Regions from separate parts of the Rattus norvegicus genome. Here region 2 is linked to region 1. A link is a contact called in public Hi-C data. All regions are on one chromosome and are shown on one strand. Each heading gives the region's core, a stretch centred on a gene start, on an enhancer-like site or on the middle of the called end of the contact. The rest is flanking DNA. Distances are from core to core; before and after follow the strand shown.

The links. Hi-C and Micro-C count contacts between places; a contact is called where the count stands out from the background.
Region 2: a Hi-C map of the A7r5 cell line shows a contact between it and region 1, with 8 times the contacts expected there. The contact joins two enhancer-like sites. A contact is called at or near these places in 11 of 12 Hi-C or Micro-C datasets (the A7r5 cell line, the Rat2 cell line, Schwann cells and 6 more) and 1 of 1 datasets of contacts at active chromatin or transcription factors (oligodendrocytes).

Annotation. Positions count from the first base shown.
Region 1 is chr17:13,928,996-13,935,216 of GRCr8, forward strand. It overlaps S1pr3 (sphingosine-1-phosphate receptor 3), which reads right to left. Exons shown (of 2, transcript NM_001271143.1): 2 at 3,778-6,221. The coding sequence ends at 5,923. Among named protein-coding and RNA genes, the nearest start is that of S1pr3, 14 kb to the right of the region's middle. Within about 2 kb of position 1,261, at least 1 of the 93 cell types and tissues checked has an H3K27ac peak or open chromatin away from gene starts, as enhancers often do. A contact at or near this core is called in the A7r5 cell line, where this site is marked.
Region 2 is chr17:14,393,308-14,400,450 of GRCr8, forward strand. It overlaps the pseudogene Atp5mc2-ps5. Among named protein-coding and RNA genes, the nearest start is that of Spata31a5l1, 99 kb to the right of the region's middle. Within about 2 kb of position 2,479, at least 1 of the 93 cell types and tissues checked has an H3K27ac peak or open chromatin away from gene starts, as enhancers often do. A contact at or near this core is called in the A7r5 cell line, where this site is marked.

The sequences.
Region 1 (6,221 bases), core at 11-2,510:
AGACTATCTCCAGAGATTTCTGCCCAGCCACGTGCATGGCTGTGCACACTCTGTGAGCTGGGGCATCCTGGGGCAGAGATCGGTATTTGTAATAATCAGTCTCAGAGCCGAAGGCAGACACCAAAGAACCAGGCTCCCTGGACCACACACATAGATTTCAAGGCTCTGCCCCCTGAGCTCCTGACTTAGTAGGCCTAGTGTAAAAACAGAATGCTTGAGTTTTCAGCGTGAGGACACGCGGATGCCAAAGGTCTGGGCTTTGACGTTGACTGGTGGGCGAGTCTCCAGCCCTTCCTTGACTCTTATTGGTGGACTCCATCTCCACCGTTTATGAGGAAAATTTCACACCACTTCACATCGTATATCTCAGGCCCATACTGTGAATTTAAAAATGGGGAATTAATAATTACTTATAACTCCCTGCAACTGTGGCTGGCAGATAAAATGCCATCTGCCAGACAAGATTTATTTATAATGGGGTTTATACATATTTATAAGTTTGCAAGCAACGAATGCACAGTTTTAAAACTGGCACATTTTATATTGGCTAGAAAAAAATTGCAACTTTATACTAGGGCTTTTCGGGTGTGAACTGCATGTGTGTATTATACACACGCAGATGCTTTCCTTAGGTCAGATGGGATGTGCACCTCGGCACGTATATGTCCAGACACAGATCAGCTCTGTGCTGAGCCTCTGGGGTTTCCTGACATGGACAACTGGATATGAAAAATAACACCAAGGTTGGCGGTTGTTGATCGGTTCTCATTTGCAGACCCGCAGATCAGAGTTCATGGTCTCACAACCCATGGCACAGAAAGGGAAGGAGGGGCTCTCACCACGGGCCATGACAGAGGGAAAGCAAGCCTCATGTGTGGTACATTTCCGTAACCCTAGCACTTGGGTTAAGGTAAAGGCTAGTTCAGGGCTAACCTGGGCTACATGAGACTGTGTCTCAACAGAACTAAACAGAAGGGCGGGGAGCAGCCAGCAGAAGACAAGGAAGAGGCAGGTGTTGGAGAAGAGGAAAAGGGACAGGCAGATGAAAAACCTGCAGACTCACATCCTTTCTTGACCCAGCTTTAAGGTGGATGGGTTCCTGTTTATAATCTAACTAGAACCCCACCCCCAACATGCTCGGGGGAAGTGTGAGAGTGTTGGAGTGGGAGGAGGCCTTACAGGGCTGGTGTGCCCACTTTCAGTATGGACAAAGGATCAGGCTCAGGAATGAGCTGGGGGTGCTGAAGGCTTTTGCCCAGTAGATGGCGCCGCTGTGGAGCCCTCGGGAAAGAAAAGGGTGCAAAAGTTCACGCGACCACATCCTTCATGGAAACTGCTGACATCAGCAGGATGCTGGGGACCAGGTTGAAAAGCCTTCCTTTCCACTCCCTGCCCTCTCAGATGCCCTGGGGTGAGTCCATGAGACCCCCAAACACACTTACGATTCCTCTCTTAGGGTGTAAGAGAAACCACAGGAAATGAACCCACTGTACGTAGAGGGCCATGCCTATGGGGTGAATTTGAAACCCGAGCTACCGAGGACGTACAGGTTCACACTGGAGGAAATTCCTTTACCACAACCAAAGTCACTCACAGTGGAGTCAAGCAACAGCTCAGGAGACAGAGACGAGTAGACTAACCAGTCTGGGGACCACGAGTTTCTTTTCTTCTTCTTTTTCCTTGTTTAACACTGTGTGTGAGTTGCCAATTGAATGTTCTCTGTTTGGCTGACTTTTGGATATAACCTGTTTCTGAGTATTGTGAAATTATGTGAATTTCTTTGTGTTCAGAATGAAACATTTAATGTTTAAGAGCCCCAGGCTTAGGGGATAGCTCGGCATAAACGTAATGTGTAACAAGGTATTTTAACAGTTTTTCAAAAGCATTCTGGTGGTCAATTATACATATTGCTATATGAATATTTGAAAGTATCTCTTTTGTTTCTGTTACCTTTTGTGAAGCACCAACAGTTACTGTAACAGCGTCTGTCTGGGAGAATGGCCAACCGCCCCTGTCTATTCTGATATTGGCATGGAATTCACTCCCTAAGTCACCTGGGAGGAACAGAAATACAAAGCCAACTTTAAGGTTCCTAATATTTTTCTATGATAGAACTTAGGCGATTTGATGAGCATTCGGAGACCCCAAGATGTAACAGGTGAAGGTGATCGGTCAACTTGGACTCCCTCACCTCTTGGGACTCTTTAGAGAAACGGTGTTGCTTCTGGTCTCATGCCTTTCACCACAGTCCCGGCACGCCATAGCCAAGCTTCTGGGATAACCAAGTGGAGGCAGCATATAACATCCCCTCCTGTGGCCCAGGTATGGCAGGTGGCAGGCTAACTCTAGACAATGCTGCTGTCCTCATTATTAGGTACTGGAGTGCGTGCCTTTATCAGCGGGACGGCCACCCATGCACTTCTGATTCCAGAGCAGCCCCTCTGGCCCTCTGACTTAGACACTAAGACCACGTGGGTTTTTGCGTCCGTCCATACAGTCCCCAAAGCATGGAACAAGCGGTGTAGCTAGACGTTTTCTAGAAGATGCACCTCGTTATGTTTCTGTGACCGGCTCTTCTCCCAGCACACAGAATAACCACGGCTCGACGATTGAGAGAAGCAACCATTTTTAAATAGTTAATTGTTTCAGTGACTATAGATGTAAGTCTGTTGGCAATAAAAGCTACCGTGAAAAGTGTCTCTCATTTGCGTGAGGGAGGTCACGTCTGTGTGTGGGGGTGGGGTGCTGTAACGCACGTGTGGAAATCAGAGGACAACTTGTGGGGGGGGGCGGGGTTCTCCTTCTACCATGAGGGCCCTGGGGATCGAACTCAAGTTCAAACATCAAGTTTGGTGGCAGGCAGCATCGCCTTCTGAGCCATTCACCAGCCCTGGAGCTTGTAATGCCACGGAGAAGACAGGAAGATAGATTAAAGTCTTTCTCTACAAAATGGGTGTTCTGTTTTTCCTCACGGGGGGAAAAAAGGTAACTCGTCAGAACCGCTTGAAAGATTCATGCCAGCTTTGGCATCTGGAGCATAGATGGCCTTGGGCAGGTCAGAGGTGATAGACAGCGGGAAGGTGAAGTGGGGCTTTTTACTCCCAGTTCTAACAACTGTTATCAACAAAGACTCACACATGTGGGTCCTCTTCCTGTGGGATGCAGGTTAGGGGCTAAAACTTGACATTTGTAAAACAGGGAGCCAGTTCCGCTGGCTGCTCACGCTTGGTCATCTGCAGACACTGGCAAATGAAGGCCAGTCTCTGGTTGGATGACATTTTTACTTTTTAATTTTATAATTTCTTCTCGACAGAGAGGCTGTCACCATTCTCCAAATCATAGGATCTGCTGGGAAATGGCTCCCCCCGGGGATGCTCTGCCCTTATGTAAACGTCGTGTGTGGCAGTTTGTGTCTGTAATCCCGGAAGGAGGCACACCGATCCTGGGGGCTTGCCGGCCAGTCAATCTAGGCAAAGCCGGCAGCTTCAGGTTTAGTGAGAAATGCTGTCTCAAAAAACAAGAGGAAGAGCAATAGAGAGAGAGAGAGATCCAACATCAACCTCTGGCCTCCACTGCATGCACAACAGTGCACATATGCACGCGCAAACACACACACACACACACACACACACACACACACACACACACACACTCACCAAGATGGGTGAGGTTTATTCCTGAAACGCTGCGAGACCAGGTACTAGGAGAAAAGCAAGACCACTACACCCCCTGAGTGTCATTGCAGAACAGTAGAACATACCACACAGGCCTCCAGGATGGGTTTATATAAAGGCTTTTGGTTTTATTTATTATTAACAAACATAAACTGCAAGTAGTAAAGGTCACTCGCTACCTGGGGCAGGCCCCAGGGTCTCTGGCTTCTCTTGTTTCCGACCTTCGGGGTGAGGGTTTGGGTGCACTCGGTCTCAATGCTGTCTCGGTGGCTTAGCTAGGGAAAGGAGCGCACACTGGCGTCACGGATGATTGCTCCATTTGGCATACATCAAGTGAGTGCAATTAGGTCTTAGTGTATTTCTAATTTCAACTGCTCGACACTCTGTCATTCTACAAATGTCACCTCCTAGCTGGGGATGGTAGGTGTGGCCCTCTGCAAGGGCTGTTGAATGAAAGCAGACACAGGAGGATATAGAGAAGTCAGAGTCATGTACAATGTGTTATTAATATTAGTGACCCAGATCCATGGCCTCGAAGCATTCCGATTAGGGAAGAGCACGTCCTCAAGCCCCATTCATTTTCCACCTCAACTCCCCCACACACTGGCCTGTTATTTTCCCTCAGCCCAGCACTTGCATGCTTTCCTTTCCCAGAAATGCCTGGGTTTTTTGTCAACACCATGATGAGAGAATAAGTTATTTTCTCGGTGACGTAGAGAAGAGACAGATAGGCCAATGATCCAGCAGAATTCCCTGGCAGTGACCTATATCCACCAGGGGAAGTCTTTCGTTAGTCAGTCCATGGTTACCTAGGGCCCAGGAAAAGTGTCCCTAAGCAAGAGCAAATGCCATCAAGTAACCATTGAGAGAAAAATCATCTTTAAAAAGGTTGGTAGGTGTGTCTCTGATGCTAATCAACTTATGGGGAGCTCTGACATGAAGTTTCCCCGAGTGTGAGTCCTTCCAAAGACTGTTCTGGGAGCATGGGTGCTGGCTGCTCTCTCCAACATACCCACCTGTGTGTCCCGCGGGCAGAGTCCTTGGGGAGGGGATTTCAGAGGTGTCTTCTAAGCGTTTTCCTTACAGGATGGACAAAGGAACGCAGGTCCAAGCGGTGGAGCGCCCATCATATGGGCATGGGAATGGTTCTCTCTGAAGAGGGTGCAAAGAACCACATCACGCCTCCTAGCCTGGCGGATTCCTCTCACTGAAGGGTCCTGGTCAGGGTCCACAATTGAGGGAGACGAGAAGCTTTGCTGACAGCTTCAGCTCCTTGCCAGCAAAAGGTGGCGGCAAAGCTGACTGGCATCAAGCTTCTCTACACACGAATCAAGCTTCTCTACATGGAACTGAACTCAGTACCATACAGTTGAAGGGCTGGCTTGTGAATGTCACTGCTGGAAACTCTCTACATGCAGCAGACTGCCGTCCCCTGGAAGGGTGACCCACGGTGGAGAGCACCTTGCCTCTCCTCATGGGCTCTTCCTTCAGTGATGCCAGCATTTTGAGAGATCCTGGCTGGCTTTTCAGTGATTTTCAGAAATGCCTCAACGATCACATAATCTGGCTTTCAGATGTACTTAAGCTTATGGAAGGGACCCAAGAGGGAGGGACACGGGTATGTAAAGGTGAGACCCACACACCTGGGCTGCTCTTGGGTGAGGCTTTTTGAGAATAAGGAATACTTGAGTAACTTTTCACAGCCATGAGCTAGGACACCGGCACAAGGGCACCGGGAAAGGCGCACCACCTTATCACATGCTGAATCCGGTACAGCTGTGCCTGCAGGTTCGGACCAACCGTTACACAAGATGTGGGGGGACCAACACTTTGTAATGGGCTCCACCTGGGAAAACCTGGCATACACATTCTGTACAACACAGCAACGGACAGACACATACAGGAGCACCCATTCTATGAAAATTAATGTAGTGTGAAGATAGGAAGATTCCATCCCAAAGCGCATGTGCATAGCACATCACTACCTGCCCTCCCTGGACCGGGGAAATCGGCATCCAAAGGGAGTGGACAACGTCAGCAGCTTGGTACATTCAGAAGGATGGAGCCTGCAACCCATAAGGCACATCCATGTCCGGGCTGAAATGTATCGGTGTCTCCTTGGGTCTCCTCCTCAGGAGTTGGTGGCCACGTCAAGCAGACCTCCAGGGTCAAGATCTCTAAGGCCTCGCGTGGAAGCGAATGCGTGCAATAAATAGGTGTGGCTGCAGAGCTTGACCTGTGGAGACATTCACTTGCAGAGGACCCCATTCTGAAGCGACCTCGTTTTGTCAGTGACGCAGGAAGAGGTAGCCACATGGGGCAGGTCTTCCTTGACCTTTGGAGAGTGGCTGCTGCTGTTGTTACTGGAGCTTGATTTACTTCTGCTCGGGTCAAGAGCAGGCTGCATCGGGGAGGCCTGGGTCCCCTTGCCCTTGACCAGACAGCCGCACACCAACCGGAAGAAAGCACGCCGCATCTCTTTGCTGGCCAGCGTGTAGATGACAGGGTTCATGGCCGAGTTGAGGACAGCCAGCATGATGAACCACT
Region 2 (7,143 bases), core at 1,229-3,728, 470 kb after region 1:
GAGGTCCCGAGTTCAAATCCCAGCAACCACGTGGTGGATCATAACCATCTGTAACGGGATCTAATGCCCTCTTCTGGTGTAGCTGAAGACAGCAACAGTGTACTAAAATAAATCAGTAAATCTTTTTAAAAAAAATCTTTTTTTAAGTAAACCCATTATGATTTACAAACAAAGAAACAGGGAGTCTATCAAGAAAACAGCACATATACTAAGTAGCCTAGAGAAATTATAGAGTTGAGGATTAACTTCCAAATAAAAGACTCTCTCTGGATGGGCTCAATAGAAGAATGTATACACCAGGGGAAATCAGAGAAAGCAGTAGAAAATGTGCAAACTGAAAAGCAGAGGAGAAAAAAAAAACTAAAAAAGGAAAAAGTGCATCAAGGACCAATGAGAACACAACAAAAGATCCTATACTCACTTCTTAGGAGTAACAAACAGAAAGGAGAACCTGGCTGGAGACGTGTGCAAAGAGATGGCTGAAAACCATGAACCTGACAAAAATCTCTACATCGACAGTTTAGATCCGCTAAGTGGTCATAAATAGTACAGGTCTAAAGAAAGCCACGGCACGGTATGTTACTATTAAGCTAACTAGGCAGAGGGGGCGGAACATGTCTATAATTTCAGTTCTGTGGGGACTGAAGCTGAAGGATCACAAGTTCCAGGCCAGTTTGGGCTATATGAACACATGAACACACACACACACACACACACACACACACACACACACACACACACACACTTCGTGTGCACACCATAAGAAAATATTCTTGGGGCCTGGAGATAAAGCTCAGTTGGTAACATGCTTGCCTAGCATGCATGAATCCCCCAGTTCAAGCCCGGCATTCATAGACTGACTATGGCGGCACATGCCTGCAATCCCATCCCTTAGGCAGTAGTGGCAAGAGTAGCAGAAGTTCAAAGTCAGTCTGGGTTATATGACACTCTTCCTTTCTTCTTCCTTCCTTCTCTCTCTCTCTCTCTCTCTCTCTCTCTCTCTCTCTCTCTCATTAGATAAGTACACCGTAGCTATCTTCACACACACCAGAAGAGGGCATCAGATCTCATTACAGATGGTTGTGAGCCACCATGTGGTTGCTGGGATTTGAACTCAGGACCTCTGGAAGAGCAGTCAGTACTTTTAACCACTGACTCCAGCTCTGAGACTCCGTCTTAAAATATAAATAAATATAAGGGATGAAGGGAGAAGGAAGGAAAAAGGGAGGTAGATGGACAGAGAGAGGGAGGAAAAATCTACATTTCACACATTATATAACCATAATAGGCCCCAAATGTAAGTGAGAATGGAAACATGGGAGAAAGCATTTGAGTTTAGGCTTAAGAATTCTTAGACCTAGGCCTCAAAGCGTTGCTTCATTGGAAGTTAATGTGTTTTGTTTGCAAAACAACCTGCTAAAGGACAAAAGAGAAGCCACGGACCTGAAGAACGCATTTGCCAACCACTGATCGGGAAAAGCCGTTCTGTTTCTGTAAGCTCGGTATAGCCAGCTGATGGGAAACGGACAACAAGCCTTCACTTTAACTGGTGGCCTTTGCAGATGGTGAGTGGGACAGATGTCCATCATTGATCACTGCCAGGGGACAGTCATCAACCCAGAGAGCAGGTCCGGTGCAGTGGTGCTTGTGACCGAACACTGTTTTCTACAGACAATTAGCTTATTGGGGTACAGCCCATGCGGCACCTGTCTTCATAACTGAAGCCCACAGCCTATCTCAGGTTCACCCTTGTGTTCTCTGATGTTTTGGTGCACACATAAAGCCACAGTCTTATCACGACACCACCACAGGAGAGTGTCACTGCCTTAACTATCTCTTGGCCTACAGCGTTCATCCTTCTTTGGCGACCCTCAAATCCTTGTAAAACACTGACTTTTTTAAAATAGTCTCTGTGGTTTTGCCTTTTCCAAAACGTCATGCAGCGGAACTCAGAGGTACTTAACCTTTTCTGACTGGTTTTCCTCCCCCAACCCCTTACCTGAATACTTTGTTGCTTTTGCAGATTCGTTTTGTTTTGAGACAGACTCTATATAACCCTGGCTGTCCTGGAATTTACTCTCTAGACCCTGTTGGCCTCTAACTCACGCAGCTCCCTCTGCCTCTAAGGCCGGGGCCACCACAGGGCTTAGCTTGTGTCTTTTTGTGGCTGGTTAGCTCATTTCCCTTCACCGCTGAGTAACTGGGCTGACACACCGGACTTTTCATTTTTACTCTCCTTCATCTAGTAATGGACATCTTGGTTGTTTTTCTGTGTGGACAAGGAAGGAAGCTGCTGTGTGTGGATTTTTCTGGAGCCTTTCGATTCCTTTGTTTCATCACCAAGGAGTAGCTGGGTCAAGGATTTAATTTTCTGAGGAACTCCTGATGGTCTCCTCAGGTCGCCACACCTGCTCACATTCGCGCTAGCACTGAATGAGTCAGTGGCTATCTTTGCCAGGGTTTGGTGTCATCGGTGTTTGGGACCTGGGCTATTTTACCAGGGCTTAACTGCCGTCTCGTAGCTGCTTCATGCATTTCTCATACTGTGTGGTTTTTGCTCATCTGTTTGTTTTCCCGACTCTGCGTCTTCTCTGGTGAGGTATATGGTCAGATGGCTTGCTACTATAATCACGGTTTGTTTTAATACGGAGACATTTGCCGAGTTCTTGTGTAGTTCAGATCCAAAGACTATGAGATGGTGCTTTGCAATCCCCCTGCCCTCCCCCCAAATCTCTGACTCATCTTTCATTCTTTAATAGTTTCTTTCTCAGATAAGAAGTCTTTATTTTTAAGAGATGCGTGTGCTTACGTGTGCGTGGCGCACATGCGAAGGCCAGAGGGACCTAGGGTGTCAGTCCTAAGGGGTTTCCCACCTTCCATTTGATGCAGGGTCTGCAACTTTGCTACATAAACAAGACTAACTGGCCCCCAGCTTCCAGGGACCTTCTTGTTTCCGTTCCCCATTTCATCATTTCCGAGATTACAGACACGGGTCCTGGAGGATCCAAACTCGAGTCCTCACACACACAAGGCTTTACCAGAGGAGCCGGCTCCTTGGCCCCAGAAGTCTTTAATGACACCCATTTACCAGTTTTTACGAATCGTATCTTAAAAGTTATTACCAAGTATAAGATCGTTTAGATTTTTTTCCTGTGTTATCTTTTAGACATTTCTTTTAGTTTTGTGCTTTAATTTTTAAGTCTGCGATTCATTTTAATATTAACTGTACCTCAGTGTGGCACAAACTGCCCAGTGACCGTGTCCAGTCCTGTCTGGCGTGCTGCCCCTTTCTTTACTGTGTCGACTTTGCTGCAGCTGGCCGTGTGTACGTGGACAGGCGCTCTCTCTGTACCTTCATTCAGTCATCCATTCCGTGCTGTCTTCGTTACCGGAGCTTCACTGGAAGGCTTGAAGCTGAGTCAGCACTCCGGCTTTGTCCCTAGTCAATTTCGTGTCGGCCACTCTGGTCTTATTTGGTTTTTCCATATAAAATCTTTTCATGAAGAAGTCGACTTCTGGAATCACACTGGATCTTCCAGATCAAGTTGGGAGGAATGTCTTAACCATGTTTTTTTTTTTTTCTTATTAATACAGTATTTATTTGTCTTCTCTTTGTCAAACCCTGAGCCAAGCACTTTCCCCAGACTTCTTGGGGAGGCACAGGAAAAGGAACACACAAGGCAGACGAGACACGGAAGAACCACGGGAGGTGGAGCTGGAGACAGCTGCTTCACATGGTGAAGAGGATGAGGAAGGCCACCATAGGCAAAAGAGCCCCATGGCCTCAAAGAGGTCGAGACCCATGGCCTCAGAGAGGGCGAAGAGAGGAGAAGAGTTGCTGCTTCAGAGAAGAGTTCCTGGCATAGCCAATGATGAGACTCCCCAAAACAGTCCCAATTCCTGCCCCAGAGCCAGCCACCCCAACTATAGCAGCCCCAGGTCCAATGAACTTGGCGGCTTGTGTCGATGTCCCTTGAAATGGCGCTGGTTTGGAAGCTGTGGGCTAGGGATAAGCGAGGTCAGAGGCCGCCAGACCGCCAAGCTGCTGAGGCCCTCATCTGTGGGCATCTGTGGTCGCTTCAACTCCACTGAGGAGAGCGGACAACTCAGCAGCTGAGAGGCGCTCCTTATAGGGGAGCGGGTAGAGACTTGGAGCAGGCAAGGGGTGAGGGGCAAAGGCAGAAGAGCTGCTCCCAGGGTAGAGAGGACAGAGAGGGGGTGGGGTGTCTTAACCAGGTTAAGTCTCATCCATGAACGTGGACTGTCTTTCCTGTGATTTCCTTCAGAGGTTTTTCCCATTCAGATCTTGAATACATCTCTGTCAGTATCTCCCCGTGATGGGGTCGCCATAATACAGAGGCTGCAGGACGCAATAACGCTATGCAGTTTTGAGTACCCCGATACGAGTTGAGTTATGTTGTCTTTTCTTTCTTCTTAAAAGGTCCCTAACACATTCCAAGGACGCTAACTCAAAAATATTAGGCTGTGGCTGTAGCTCAGTGGTAGAGTGCTTGCCCAACACACACGAGCCCTGGGTTCGATTCTCAGTAAAAAATAAAGAGGCGCGGCACTGGGAGCCGGCCCAGTAGTTAAGAGCACCCACTGCTCTTGCAAAAGACATGGGTTTGGTTCCCAACACTTACACGGGGATAACTGCCCATTGTTCCCAGCTCCAGAGAGATCTGATGCCTCTGGCATCCACTGGTGTCTTCGTTCATGTGCACGCGCACACACACACACACACACACACACACACACACTTAAAAATAAAACAATAAAAATTATGCTGTTTTAAAATATTTTAAAAAGAAAACTAGTAAACAAATTATAGACACGCAGGCAAGGCCGAAGGAAACAAAGACGGCTGTTGAAGCACTTGTTTTACACACGGAGAAACTGGGATTTATGAAGACAACAGTCAGCCACTTGTGATTGAAATAACTTTTCTTTCAGCAGAGCCATTGTAACTGTGTTACCCTCAGGCTTCCAGGGTGTTTTCCTCTGGGACGAAAAGTCCTACTGATCAAGTCTGGCGTTCAATTCATCTTCAAAGCGGGCGGGAGGTGATCGTGCTTTTAAAATCACAGCAAATTCGTGAAGGTCAAGGTTCTCTTCGTGTTTTCAAATGAGTCACAGCCTGAAAGGAAAGCACCTCTGACTCCTGTGGATAACGCAAGACACACGGTGATCCCCCTTCTCCCCGTTATGTAGAGAAAACATGTAGCCACCTGTCTGGAAATAAATTAACTGGAAGTTAGAAGGACAGGTGTCACATCTGCCAGCGTCGTCCCTGAGCGGAGGGACACTGTGTGGTGGGGGAGGATGAGGAAGCTCATCTTTGGTGAGTGAGCGAGTGGCAGACCAGGGTTAGAGCCTCAACTGCTGCCGCTGGAAACAGTCCTGGTTTTTCCCTGAGACACAGCAGCACGAAAATAGATTCTCCGGCCGCTGAGCACTTGCTGGTGAGGACGCCGTGGAAGAGCTGTGTTCCCTGCATTTCTGGAACAACCGTCTTCTGGGTGTGCACAGCAGTCACAGAATTACTCTCAAAACCCTTGTACATTTTTTATAATTCTCTCCTAGCTACAAGCTACTCACAGAGGGATTCAGTTTTACACACCCTGAGCCAGGCATGGAGTCTAAGCTCTTGGGAGGTAATTGACCCTCTTGAGAGGAAGACGAAGGAGGCTCGGAAATTCAAAACTTTCCCTTGCTACACAGAGGGCCCGAGGAAGGCCTGAGCTACAAAGCAGGACGGAGGAGATGCCTCAGTGGGAAAAGACACTTGCTGCTAAGACTGAGGCACTGAGTTTATTCTAGGGACACCCAGGACGGAGGGGTGAGCCGCTTCCACTTGTCCTCAGACCACCATGCTAATGCCACTGCACGCACACACGCGCGCGCGCACACACACACACACACACACACACACACACACACACACACACAAATCTAAAGAGAAACAAGAACAGCTATTTAGATCCTGCATATATTAGCATTTTTATGCTGACTCAGCCTCCTGAGGCAGGACAGATGATGGACAATCAAGGGGCACAGGAAGGGAAGGAGAGGCCTTGCCCTCAGATCTGCATTGTGCTTGCTTCCTGCAAGAGTCAAGACCTTCCAACTCATTTAAGCAGCCAGGCTTGGTGGGTTGCACACACCTTTAATCCCAGCCCTTGGGCAGAGGCAGATGGATCTCTGTGACAAGTTCTAGGATAGCCAAGCCTATATGAGACCTTGTCTCAACAAACCACTGAAATTGCCTGCACAGGTAAAGTGTTTCCCTAAAGACCCACAAACCAGGCTGTGGAGAGGAAGTCGGTTGTCTGTGGAGAGGAAGTCAGTGGTCTGTGGAGAGGAAGTTAGTGGTCTGTGGAGAGGAAGTCAGTTGTCTGTGGAGAGGAAGTCAGTGGTCTGTGGAGAGGAAGTTAGTGGTCTGTGGAGAGGAAGTCAGTGGTCTGTGGAGAGGAAGTCAGGGGTTTGTGGAGAGGAAGTCAGTTGTCTATGGAGAGGAAGTCAGTGGTCTGTGGAGAGGAAGTCAGGGGTTTGTGGAGAGGAAGTCAGTGGTCTGTGGAGAGGAAGTCAGGGGTTTGTGGAGAGGAAGTCAGTTGTCTGTGGAGAGGAAGTCAGTGGTCTGTGGAGAGGAAGTCAGGGGTTTGTGGAGAGGAAGTCGGTTGTCTGTGGAGAGGAAGTCAGTTGTACCTGCTCAGGGCTGGAGCATTTTTAACTTTCTGCGTCTCCACCCCATGATCCTCCTCTTATCCCTAACTCTGAATGCATACCCCATACACTGGAAAAAATATTCCATTTTTTCTTTCTTTGGAAATAGGTTTTTTTTCTTCATCTAATGTATCCTGATTACAGTCTCCCCTCTGTCTACTCCTCCCAGTTCCTCCTCACCTCACCTTCTGTCTGGATCCATTCCCTTCTTGTCTCTCATTAGAAAATAAACAGGCTTCTAAGGGATTAAATAAAGTAAATTGTAAAACAGAACAAAAACCAATACACCAGAATAAGACAAAGCAAACAGACAGAAGGAAAAGAACCTAAGGAAAGGCACAAGAAACAGAGCCACCGGTTCCCATACGCAGGAATCCCATCCAAACAGTAAACCGGAAGCCACAGTACATATGCAAAGGT